Linked DNA regions of Zea mays: regions 2 and 3 are each linked to region 1. A link is a contact called in public Hi-C data. All regions are on one chromosome and are shown on one strand. Each heading gives the region's core, a stretch centred on a gene start, on an enhancer-like site or on the middle of the called end of the contact. The rest is flanking DNA. Distances are from core to core; before and after follow the strand shown.

Region 1 (4,038 bases), core at 407-2,906:
CTCTCTCTCTGTAGGACAGGACACCCTGGGGCTGGACTGCACTTGGAATTTGGACGCATGATGGAGACGGGAAAATGAGGAAGAGGCATCTGGCCAAGTAGATTAGGGAGATGGGAGCTTGGCGTCTGGCTGAAAACCCCATGTGTGGAACTTGAGAGTCGTCAGGGGATCTAGAAGGAAACTGACACCAGAGAGGAGGTGTACGTACGCATGACACCAAAGCGTGAAAGCCGTGTGAGCTGAAGGCACTGATGGCAGACTCAGCTGGCTTGTCTACTCTCAGTCAACGTTTATTGTACATGATTGGTCCATTGGAAGGTTTTTGCTATCAACATAATTAAGCAGGACAAAAGCCTCAGGTCGAATAAGATGATAGGTAGGTAAAACACCACGCTGTGCCTGTAGCAGGTGGTGGCTGCAAGTTTGTTACCGATAATGGTACTCTCTACGTACTCTCGCTTTCGTTCCTTCGCGACTACGTAAGCTCGCGGGGGCGGATATAGATAGATGATGATGGAGGTCGTTCAGTGCGCCACCACCAGCACGAGATTCCGCTTTGGAGATTTAAAGACGCATATGCAGATCCTGTAAATTAATAAATTAAAGCTTCCTAGACCTAAAAGGACACGCTTTTGTGGTGGTATGTTTATGCATATTGCATGTACAGACCCAGGCTTTCTAATACTTTGCTTCAGAGAAAGACACAATAACAAATACTTCATGTCATTGCCGATAAATATATATAATATTCGGTCGTTCATCTCGTTTGCTATCATCGGTTTTGTTTGGTTCAGTTCTGTGTGGAGAATATGGCTGTGTGGAGAATCTGAATATTATTATGATTACGTGTGGAGGAAGATAAAATTATTCATAGGACTCAGGATCTAAAGCGACGAATTCCTACTGTTACAACGACTCAACCGATTATGTGTTTATGTTGATTTTGGATAGTTTTTGCTCCAACGAATTTTATAAAATCTGGCTGAAAATCTGAGCATTTGGTAGTCCGCAACAGTTTTTTTGGCCAGAAGCTGCCAGAAGCCGCGTCAATGCGTGAGGCTGCACTGCACTCGTGAGTCGTGACCCGTGCCGCGTCAACGGTCGCCGCCCACCTTTCTTTTCCTCCTCTGCGGCGCTGAGCTGAGCTGAGCTCTCGTCCAAATTATATTCCGAAACAACCGCTCCGTCCGACATCACCCAATCGAAAGACGTGGTAGAGGAATGCGTGGACCGGCTCCCTCCTCGGGGATGGACACGAAAACGACATCCACAGAAATTTTAAAGACAGGCGCACCGTGCACGCACACGAGCAGCAAAATTAAATACCAGAAGAAGAAGAAGGAGCAACGATGGCATGAGCACGAGTGCACGACCGAAGCCGAAGAAACCAAGGTAGTAAAACAAATCGAAGCAAGAGTCAGGTCGCCACCTAACATCTGCAGCGAGCGATCATGCACCAACTTCGTCTCAACACGAGCGAGCTCTGAACCAGACACCCCCGCGCGGCTCCGTGGTCGTTTCTTAATTTAGGCAGAAGAAAACGAGTAGACAGAGAGATCCTTTTTTTTTCCTTCTTCAAAAAACAAGTAGAAAACAGACAAAAGAGGGGGGCAAAAAAACAAACGAACCAAGAATTTCGATCCCATTCCTGCTCATTCAACTTGCGATTTATTTAGCGGCGGCGATCGGCCAGCCCGGCCCCTTGTCTTCTTCCTCGCATCATCCGCCTCTGCCCCCTGCGGATTAGTAGGGGCCCCATGCCTCACATGCACGCCGGGAGCGCGCTGGAGGATGCGCCGCAGAGCTCGTCACGCCGGTATGTATTTTTTTTTTCTTTGGCGGGGTTCCGGCAGCCACCCATGTGTGCGTTGTCTGCCCTGCCCTGCCCGCCGCCGCCCAGTTCCTGTTCGCGGAGAGAGATGGGCCGGGGGGGGGGGGGGGGGGGGGGCACGCATGCATGGCGTCCCGGCCGGATTCTATATTTCGGACGCGGATCACGGATCCCCATCATGCGTTCCATTGCTGCTTGATTTTTTGCTTCCCGCTGCCTTTTCGTGCCGAGGAGGTCTGAGGTGGAACGAATCGAGGCGGCTTTCCGCGGTGATCGCTTCGCATTGCCTTGCGTCGTCAGGGGAACGGGGCGATGATTGAGAGGTCGACGGGCGTTGCTTAGCCGCGTCGTTGCGATCGTTTAGTTTGCTATCTAGATCTGTAGTAGCCCAATTTATTTGTGTGTTTTTCTGACGCAAATTGGCGTGCTTTTGTGTGGGTATCGCACTTGCATTGCATGCCCTCCTTTTTACAATTGATTCATTCACACTTCCTCCCCCTCGTCGACCTTTTCGTCACTCCTTTTCCGTTCATAGATTTTATTTCCACGTTGAGCTGGGATTGGGTAGCTAAAGTTATTGTTTTTGAGACAGGGCTACACTGATTTGGGAGAAACCAAAAGCAAAAAAAATTACTCCATGTAGTAGGTAATTTGGCCAAGTGGAGGCAAAAGGCGGGAGAAAATGCCGCTAGACGCGCTAATGGAGTAACGTGGGTTGTCATTTCAGCCATTGCTGCGACGCCGTGCCCCCGAGTTTGATTTGATGGAAGCGAAGACGAACCAAACCAGCGGCGAGGACAGGCCGCAGCCGGCGATGGACTCGCCGAGGGCGGCGCAGGCGGCGACGCGCCGCAAGAAGATGACGAAGCAGCTGACGGGGAAGCGCGACGACACGGCGATGCACGCGGCGGCGCGCGCCGGGCAGCTCGAGTCCATGCGGCAGATGATGTCCGGCAAGGACGCCGAGGAGCTCGGGGCGCTGCTGTCCAGGCAGAACCAGGCCGGGGAGACGCCGCTGTTCGTGGCCGCCGAGTACGGGTACGTGGCCCTGGTGGCCGAGATGATCAAGTACCACGACGTCGCCACCGCCGGCATCAAGGCCCGCAGCGGCTACGACGCGCTCCACATCGCCGCCAAGCAAGGGGATGTAGGTATTGATTGATTGGTTTTCCATTCCTTTCTCGTGCACGCATGCATGCATGGTCGCCATTGCCCCTCTCGATCGATGACCCATCATGCACTGCACAGACGTCGTGAGGGAGCTGCTGCGGGCGCTGCCGCAGCTGTCGATGACGGTGGACTCCTCCAACACGACGGCGCTGAACACGGCGGCGACGCAGGGGCACATGGACGTGGTGAGGCTCCTGCTGGAGGTGGACGGGAGCCTGGCGCTGATCGCGCGCAGCAACGGCAAGACGGCGCTGCACTCGGCGGCGCGGAACGGCCACGTGGAGGTGGTGCGCGCGCTGCTGGAGGCGGAGCCCAGCATCGCGCTGCGCACGGACAAGAAGGGCCAGACCGCGCTGCACATGGCCGCCAAGGGCACCAGGCTGGACCTCGTCGACGCGCTCCTGGCCGCCGAGCCGGCGCTGCTCAACCAGACGGACAGCAAGGGCAACACCGCGCTGCACATCGCGGCGCGCAAGGCGCGGCACGAGATCATCAGGCGGCTGGTCACGATGCCCGACACGGACGTCAGGGCGATCAACCGGTCCCGCGAGACCCCGCTGGACACGGCGGAGAAGATGGGCAACACGGACGCGGCGGAACTCCTGGCTGAGCACGGCGTGCAGTCGGCGCGCGCCATTAGCCCCTGCGGCGGCGGCGGCGGCGGCAACAAGCAGGCGCGCGAGCTGAAGCAGCAGGTGAGCGACATCAAGCACGAGGTGCACTCGCAGCTGGAGCAGACGCGGCAGACGCGCGTGCGCATGCAGGGCATCGCCAAGCGCATCAACAAGCTGCACGAGGAAGGGCTCAACAACGCCATCAACTCCACGACGGTGGTGGCCGTGCTGATCGCCACGGTGGCGTTCGCCGCCATCTTCACGGTGCCCGGGGAGTACGTGCAGGACCCGGGCAGCCTGGCGCCCGGGCACGATCTGGGCGAGGCCAACATCTCCCACCAGACGGCCTTCATCATCTTCTTCGTCTTCGACTCGGTGTCGCTCTTCATCTCGCTGGCCGTGGTGGTGGTGCAGACGTCGGTC
Region 2 (4,038 bases), core at 397-2,896, 340 kb after region 1:
GCTCTTCCACATTGAACTCTTGTCTCTTATGTTTGAGAGAGGTAGCAAAGTCCTTCCAAGAAGGTGGCAACTTGGCGATTATACCGCCAGCCACAAACTTGTCAGGTAAAGGACAAGGAAAAAGTTCGAGTTCCTTAGCTAGTGCCTGAAACTCATGAGCTTGTTCCACTACAGATCGGTTCTCAACCATCTTGTAGTCATACAGCTGCTCCATGAGATACAGCTCGCTACCAGCGTCAGTAACTCCAAACTTTCCAACAAGAGCATCCCACAGCTCTTTCCAAAGATCGAAGGAGATTAAATCTCCTCCTATTTAATCTGAACAAGCCCTGAATTAGATGGCATTCCACAATCCCGACGTTATAATCAAATCCAAGACATGAAGAAGCTCTTGATCTCCCCCTGGGTGTGATTGGCCAGCCATCAAAATGTTTAGAGACGAGACCCAGCTATCACCCTCGAACCTTAGAACATTTGCCACTCCTCTAATCAACCCAGCTTGCAATGGATGCATGATTCTTTCTCATTGCACACATGAAATCTGGACCATGGAAATACCTCCCTTTAGGACAGGTTTGGTGATCAGAGATCACGAGGAATCCACAGAGGAGAAATCCTCTTCCTATTCAAAATTGAATAACAAGGAGATTGCTACTCGTGAATCCTCCCGTGATCCATAAGCACCAAATTAGTCCTCAAGGACTTTTGTAAGTCGCCGCCCGCCAACCCTGCTTGCCTAAAGCCCCTTGTATTGTTTGTAGGTCTGAAACAATCTAACGACACTAGTAGCTCCGTTAGTTGTAACAGAGAAAGAGAGTGAGGTCACACATGTCATGGTCAGATTGACCAAGTCTGTCTTCGTGGAAGTCGAGCGGCAACATAACCTCCGCAGATATACTTCATTGGAAGAGAGATGCCGCGTCAGTCACCGTTCCGCTCGCGCCCCTGCATCCAGCTGCACACCCCGACAGTCTTCGCCATCCATGCATCGCCGGTCAACTCGCGTGGGCGTAGGGCCTCCTAGGGCGAGACGGTGCCCCGTGCCGTGTCCCTCTCGCGGCACCGACGCGACGCGACGCGTACTGGTGGCTGGCGGCGTTCACGCCTCCTTCCGCCGCGCTTTATCCTCCATGTTTCCCGGCCCTTGTGTCGTCGTGTGTCCAGTCCACACGCCGGTTTCTGTTTCTCCTCCCCCCCGCGCGCACGCGAAACACGCCAGCAGCCTCGTCTGCCATCCGCCCGCGTATGCTACATCAGTCATCAGACAGACTTGTGTCTGTGAGGGACAGAGAAAGTATCGCGGTGCAGCCACTAGCTATTTCCCTCAAATTTTAATGGATATACGGTTCCGAGTCCGATCCAGTGTGCCAATCAATCCCCAATTCCATCGGTGCCATCTACTAGTACGGATCTAACGAACCTGAAACGTGTGCACCCTGCACCGGCAGCTAGCGTATGATCTCGTCTGGTGGTGGGGCGCACGACAACGACGACCGCCTGCCATGCCCACTGCACTCTGGTGACGACTGGTCGGGTTGCGCGGGGCGGACGACGCGGGCCGCTGGAGGCTTCCGCGGTCCTTCCCACCACCACCTCGCGAGCTGCGAAAGCAGAGCACCACCACCAGTCCACCACCAGCCACCAGCCACCAGCCAGGCCTAGAGATAGAAATAATAATTTGCCGTCGTTCTGCCGCAGAAACGAGAATTCCTTGGTCCCTGAAAAGGCATGTGTATGTATGCTCTTCTCGATGCCTCGTTTTCACCTGCCATTTTGTAGCTGCTGAATTGAAATTCGCTGAGGTCGACGTGAGCAAGCGCACAAGCGGCCGAGGGACCTGTAAACCACGAAAAAATGGCAGAATTAAAAAAAAAGGCTCCTGGTCCTGGTAAAATATCTAAAGCCATCCTCTAGCTCAGATCCTCGGAAAATGACAGTGATATGCTTTCCCCACTAACCAAAAGCTCCACCACCTCCCTCCCCAATATTACCTCCATGGCTAACCAAATCTCCAATCACCGAGCACCGGTTCCGCGTTCCTGTGGGTAGGCAGCTCTTAGGGTACCTACTAGCTGCTGCCCCTGTCCTGCCAGTTCGCAGATTCACTCTCAGCACGCCGCCAAACAGCAGCAGCTCCTGTCCTGTGCTAAGTAACCAACCATCCACCATGACTCCCATGGGGCCTTGATTCATGCTGCCTGCAACTGCAACCCTCGACGTCTCTGTTCCACTTCCAGGGACAGGTCCATGAGCTGCTTCTAGAGCCACTCCCTTCCGCCACGTCCATGGCTCGCGCCGTCCTCGACACGCTCCTGCGGGTCGCCGTCGTGCTGCTGCTGCTGCCCGCGCTGGTGGCCGCCGCGTTCACCCCGGCGGACGACTACCTCGTGCTCTGCGGCACGGCGGCGAACGCCACCGTCGACGGCAGGACGTTCCTCGGGGACGACGGCCTCCCCGCGGCGGCCGTGCTGCCGGCGCCCCGGGGCTCCGAGGCCAGCGCGTCGGCGGCCAGCGGCTCCGACGACGCGGCGCTGTACCGGTCCGCGCGCGTCTTCGCGGCGCCGTCCTCGTACACGTTCGCGATCAAGAGTCCCGGGCGCCACTTCGTGCGCCTCCACTTCTTCCCCTTCCGGTACGGGTCCGGCGACCTCGCCGCGGACGCCGAGTTCAGCGTGTCCGCGCAGGGCCTGCTGCTCATCGACGGGTACGCGCCCGCCAACGGCACGCCCGCGGTCCGGGAGTTCTCCGTCAACGTCGCCGGCGGCACGCTGGCGGTCGCGTTCGCGCCGGCGGCGGCGGGGAAGGTGGCGTTCGTCAACGCCATCGAGGTCGTGTCGCACCCCGACGACCTGTTCGCGGACACGGCGCAGACGGTGAGCCCCATGGGCCGCTACGCGGGGCTGTCCACGCAGGCGCTCGAGACGGTTAACAGGGTCAACATGGGCTCTCCCAAGATCACGCCCAGGAACGACACGCTGGGAAGGACGTGGCTTCCCGACGAAGCCTTCCTGGTCGACAGTTCGGTCACGGTGCACAGGGATGTGGCGCCGTCGAAGCTCCGGTGGACGCCAGGCTTGGCGACGCCCGAGACGGCGCCAGGCATGGTCTACGCTACAGCGACGGAGATCAACACCAACCTGGTGTCCGCCAGCACCATAAGCGTGCAGTTTAACATGACGTGGAAGCTCCAGGCCGCGCCGGGGTCGGCGTACCTGCTCCGGCTACACTTCTGCGACATCGTCAGCAAGGCGGCGAACGGGTTGGTCTTCAACGTCTACGTAGGCGGGTGGAATGTGCTGCCGGACTACGAGATCTCCAGAGACACTTTCAGCGTCCCGGCCGTGCCGTTATACAAGGACTTCGTGCTCAGCGCCAAGGACGCCAAGGGCAACATCACCGTGAGCATCGGGACGTCCACGCTGGGCAACGCGTACCCAGACGGCGTCCTCAACGGCCTCGAGATCATGAGAATGGTCGGGAGCACCGGCGGCGGCGCGGACTCGTCGCAGAGCGGTTCAAAGAAGAAGACCGTCACCGCAATCATCGCTGGTTCGGCCATCGCGGGGGTCATCACCGTGGTGATGGCTGTCGCGCTCATTGTCCTCATGTTGCGACGACGAAGGAAGAAGCCAGAGAAGAAGCCGTCGAGCACCTGGGTCGCGTTCTCGGAGAGCGCGCTGGGATCCCGGTCGCACTCGCGCAGCTTCGGCAAGAGCAGCAGCGCAGGCGCCAGGAACAACACGGTCACGCTCGGGCAGAGCGCCGGTGCCGGGTACCGGATCCCCCTCGCGGCGCTGCAGGAGGCGACGTGCGGGTTCGACGAGGGCATGGTGATCGGCGTGGGCGGGTTCGGGAAGGTGTACAAGGGCACGCTGAGGGACGAGACGCAGGTGGCCGTGAAGCGCGGCAACCGGCGGTCGCAGCAGGGGCTGAACGAGTTCCGCACGGAGATCGAGCTGCTCTCCCGGCTGCGGCACCGCCACCTGGTGTCGCTCATCGGCTACTGCGACGAGCGCGGCGAGATGATCCTGGTGTACG
Region 3 (4,038 bases), core at 813-3,312, 300 kb after region 1:
GGCGATCCGTGCATGGGCTCTCTCCGCACGATCTTTTCTTCTTTGATGAAAGAAAAAAAAACCTCCATCTGCTGCTGCAGCATGTTCTTTTTTTTATTTATTTCTTTCTTTCTTTTTGAACGGAATTCTCCATCTGCAATCTGCTGAACCATAAATGTTAACGAGAACCCAACGGACGAAGCAAGGAACATGCCATTCTCGTCACGGTCCCGCGTCACGCCACGCCATTGAATGCGGTCAAGGAATCAAGAACCTCTCCCGGTAGTACCAGTACCACTACCACCAGCCAGCAGCGCTGTGGTTGCCGGCCGACCGTGACAAGGAAGCAGAGGCCCGTCAGGGCACATGTGCGGCCGCGCCTCCCAGTCCCTCCCTCCCCTTGTCCTGGCCGCGGGAATGCGGGTTGTTGCGCGCACGCACCTCCATCGACCCGCGCCTTTCCGCCCGCCAATGATGCCGACGCTTTCGACGGCCTATCGCGTTGCGCGCTTTTCCCTCGGCGATCCGCCCGCCCATCATGCCGATCATCCACTCCACCAATTCCCCCGGCGGGCATCGGCCCCTGCCTGCGTCTTTCTTGAGAGCAGCTGTGTCACTAGTGCCAGTACGTACTACTGTTGTTCGTAGTTGCTCTGCCGTTCAGACTAGTCCCTATTCTGGCCATCGCACTGAATGAGCGGCAGCTGGCCAGGCAATCCTCTCAGCCAGCCAGCCAGCCAGCAACGGCAGGCAGACCAGGAGAGTAACGCCGACCAAGACAACCCGTGGTCCTGTTTTTATTCTCTTGTTGCTAACACTTGCAGTGATGGCGACATCTACGAAACCTAAATGCATACGTGAATGAATCGCCGCGATGACTGACTGACGGACGAAGAAGAAGAAACTGGAGTTGAAATCCCACGCGTGTCTGGATGCATATATGCGGGAAAAGACAGCACAAACTTCACATTACTGCTCATGTGGTGGTGGTCACTTCGCTTTCGGTATCCATTGTTTTTTTTTTTTTGCACACGTCACGGGGCTCACGGCTAGTGGCAGTAGGCTGCTGCTGTTACGGCCGATCGAGCCGGCCAGGAAGGCGCGGAGGCGCCGGCGTCGCTGACGCTCTTCCTGGCGAGCCCCAGCTGCTGCTGCGAGCGCTTGCAGTAGGCGATGGCGCCCTGGATCAGCCCCTCCGACTCCGACCGGGCGCTGCTGCTCCGCTTCAGCGCCGGCCCGCCGCCAGCCCCGGAGCTCCTCCTCGCCGAGGACGACGACGACAGAGGCTTCGCCGGCGCCGCGGCGGGAGGCGCCGCTGCCGCGTGCCGCCACTTGATCACGCCGGAGAAGGACTTGCGCTGCCGGGCGGCGGCGGCGAGCTCCTCCTCGTCCATCAGCTTCTCCTGCTCGATGCTGCTCCGCAGGGTGGTCGGCGCCGCCCTGCCGCTGTGGTAGCCGTAGCCGTAGCCGTTATTGATCTGGGCAAACGCCGCCTTGCAGCAGTCGCTCTTCGTCTCGCCGGGTGGTGGCGCCGCTCTGGTGCTGGCCCGGACCTCGGCGCCGCGGCATTGCTCGTCGGAGCACGGGGTAGTCCTGGCGAACAAGGACCGGAAGAAGGCCCGCGACGCCAGCAGCTTCGCGTGCACCGTCCGCGCCGCCTTCCTGCGGCGGGAGCACTCGGTGCGCAGCCTCGCCGCCACGGGCTGCGTGTCGTCGCGGAACCCCGCGGAGTGCGAGTGCTGCAGCGGCGCCACCGTCGCGGCGCTCCTCCTGCCGGCGCCACCACATCCGCCGCCGCCGCCGACGTCAACTTCCTGCGCCTTGCCGCCAGGCCTCGGTGGCGCCGGCGGCTGCAGCCTACTACCGCGGCAGAGGAGCTCGTCCGACGCGCCGCTCCGGCGCACCCGGAACTCCAGCTCCCCGCACGAACTGAGATCCAGGTCGATGTACTCCTCCTCCACCAACGAACACACGCTAGCCATCGCGGCGCCGCAGAGCTGGTCCGTGGCTCTGGGGCACATTGCTTGCTGCCTTGCTCCCGACGACGGGCCGGGCGAATTTGGGGAGAAGAAGAAGATGTGGGGAGGCAGCGTCAGGGGTTTGAAAAAATTTATGGGCAAGGGCAAGCAATGGCAGTGGCCACTGGCCAGTAGCAGCGGCACCGGCAGTGTGGCAGGGAGGGATCCAAGAAAACAGAATGGGTGGGGGTGTGTGGTGGTGGGTCTAGGCAGGTGGGCCCTTGTCTTGGAGGCTGGCTCAGTGGCTGGATGATGAATGATTCCAGGGTTTGTCTTGTGCTCACCTCACTCCACAGTACACTGTACAGCTCCAGCTTCTCTGTGGAGAGACTTGTGCTCTGTGTCATGCACTGGTTATTGTACACTGTACAGTATAGTGTACGCCGCCCATATTCTACCACAATTACCAAATACCAAAGCAGGCTATAACCAGGTCTATGTACTTGTGAGATTGTATTAGTCACACAAACAGTACTGTGTCCCCTGCATGGCTCTCCTCAAATTTTGGTTGGAGAATGAAGAGAGAGGGTCAGTGGCTGGACTGGCGGGGGATGGATGACGAGTTCTTGGCTGTTTTTACTTGGCACTGCTGCACATTTTTCTTTCTTCTTTCACAGGTCGTGTCAGAATCAAAGTCAGCAGGAACTACTGGGAACACGAGATTGTTACCGGTTTTTTTTTTACTCCTCGCAAGATGAGGGACGGGGAGGAGCACGAATGAGTTTTACTAAAAAAAACAAAAACAAAAGCGTAGGTTGACAAAGCTAGGGTGAACACCTTTGCGCAGAGAAAAGGGATGCCGGGCTGAGTGAGAGAGCTTCTTTTGTTCCTTTGCGTTCTTTTTTAGCGTCTGTGATCTCTCTGCTGTCAACTAAAGCTGAGGAAAAAGAACAAAGGCAAAAAAAAAATATAAAAATAAAAGGATGACGCTGCAGACGGTTAAAAGAGGAGGTTGACTTTCCCATGCAACGTCACAGTGGCATTGTGCCCAAGACAAAAATGTATGCATATATATACGTGCGGCGTCCGCTTGCACTTGTCATATTTGCAGGTCAATGCCAGTCCCAGTGAACATGACGTGACAAGGAAAACGAACAAAGTTACGTACACGGCTCTGCGCTCTGCTACACTACCGGTGTGTTTGGTTCTACACTAGGCGTGTTTAGTTGGTAGAGTCACTTATGATTAGGGATGAAAACGGTCGGAAACGGTATTTATTCGGTAGTCAGTTTTTTAGTCGTTTTTCTTTTATTGCGAATAAATAGGATATATAATCTACAATACAAATTTGTATTCTTGTTTTTAACATCCAGCTTGTAAATATTCATAAAAGGTAAACCTCAAATTCATCCTATATTTTCTCAAATAATAGATATAAACTTCGGTATGGATTCGGAAACAAATTCGGTAATTTTTTCAACGTTTCGTGTTGTAGGAAGAAAATAATACATAAAACAATTTGTGTAATATTTTATTCATATTTGTACTAATGTGCTTGATAACATAAGAAAAGATCAACATTAAATTTTATGCATATCTATTTTAAAATATTAAATTTGTTCTAACAGTTCGGATTACCGTTTTCATCCCTACTTATGATTCATCTTTATAATTTATGAGATGATGTATTATAAGTTTATCCAATAAATTTTAATATAAAGAACTTATTTCTCACGATTATTAGCTTATAAAAAATAAGGTAAGAATGAATCAGCTCATTCTATTGCAAGAACCAAATAAAAAAAAAGTGAGGACTGCACATTACGAGAGGTTGGGCTAATGGGCTTTCGAGCAGATCGGTCGCTCGCTAACTGGGCCCAATTGGTTTGGCAAGGCCCATGATTGGCTTGGCATCCTTCGGTTCGGCCGACGTACATTAGTCTGTCGATTGGCCCAGTCTCACACGTGGGACCGTATGCAAGGCGTGGTGTGCTGTCGTGGACGCCCGTCACAGAGTCGACTTGAACCATCTGCATGTGGTAGCAACGGTGGTTAGACCACGAACGATCCACTTGAACCATGCAAACAAAAAAAAATTACG

The links. Hi-C and Micro-C count contacts between places; a contact is called where the count stands out from the background.
Region 2: a contact with region 1 is called in a Hi-C map of leaf, with 5 times the contacts expected there. The contact joins the promoter of LOC103634478 here to the promoter of LOC100383028 in region 1. A contact is called at or near these places in 5 of 25 Hi-C or Micro-C datasets (bundle sheath, ear, leaf and 1 more) and 1 of 3 datasets of contacts at active chromatin or transcription factors (seedling).
Region 3: a contact with region 1 is called in a Hi-C map of endosperm, with 2.3 times the contacts expected there. The contact joins the promoter of LOC100192870 here to the promoter of LOC100383028 in region 1. A contact is called at or near these places in 6 of 25 Hi-C or Micro-C datasets (ear, endosperm, leaf and 2 more) and 2 of 3 datasets of contacts at active chromatin or transcription factors (leaf and seedling).

What each region holds. Positions count from the first base shown.
Region 1 is chr1:42,362,594-42,366,631 of Zm-B73-REFERENCE-NAM-5.0, forward strand. LOC100383028 (Ankyrin repeat-containing protein) reads left to right here and starts at 1,657. Exons shown (of 3, transcript NM_001349060.1): 1 at 1,657-1,816; 2 at 2,559-2,982; 3 at 3,080-4,038. The coding sequence starts at 2,595.
Region 2 is chr1:42,703,265-42,707,302 of Zm-B73-REFERENCE-NAM-5.0, forward strand. It overlaps LOC103634478 (receptor-like protein kinase HERK 1), which reads left to right and starts at 1,647. Exons shown (of 1, transcript XM_008656103.4): 1 at 1,647-4,038. The coding sequence starts at 2,286.
Region 3 is chr1:42,666,235-42,670,272 of Zm-B73-REFERENCE-NAM-5.0, forward strand. It overlaps LOC100192870, which reads right to left and starts at 2,063. Exons shown (of 1, transcript NM_001138059.2): 1 at 755-2,063. The coding sequence starts at 2,000. The coding sequence ends at 1,029.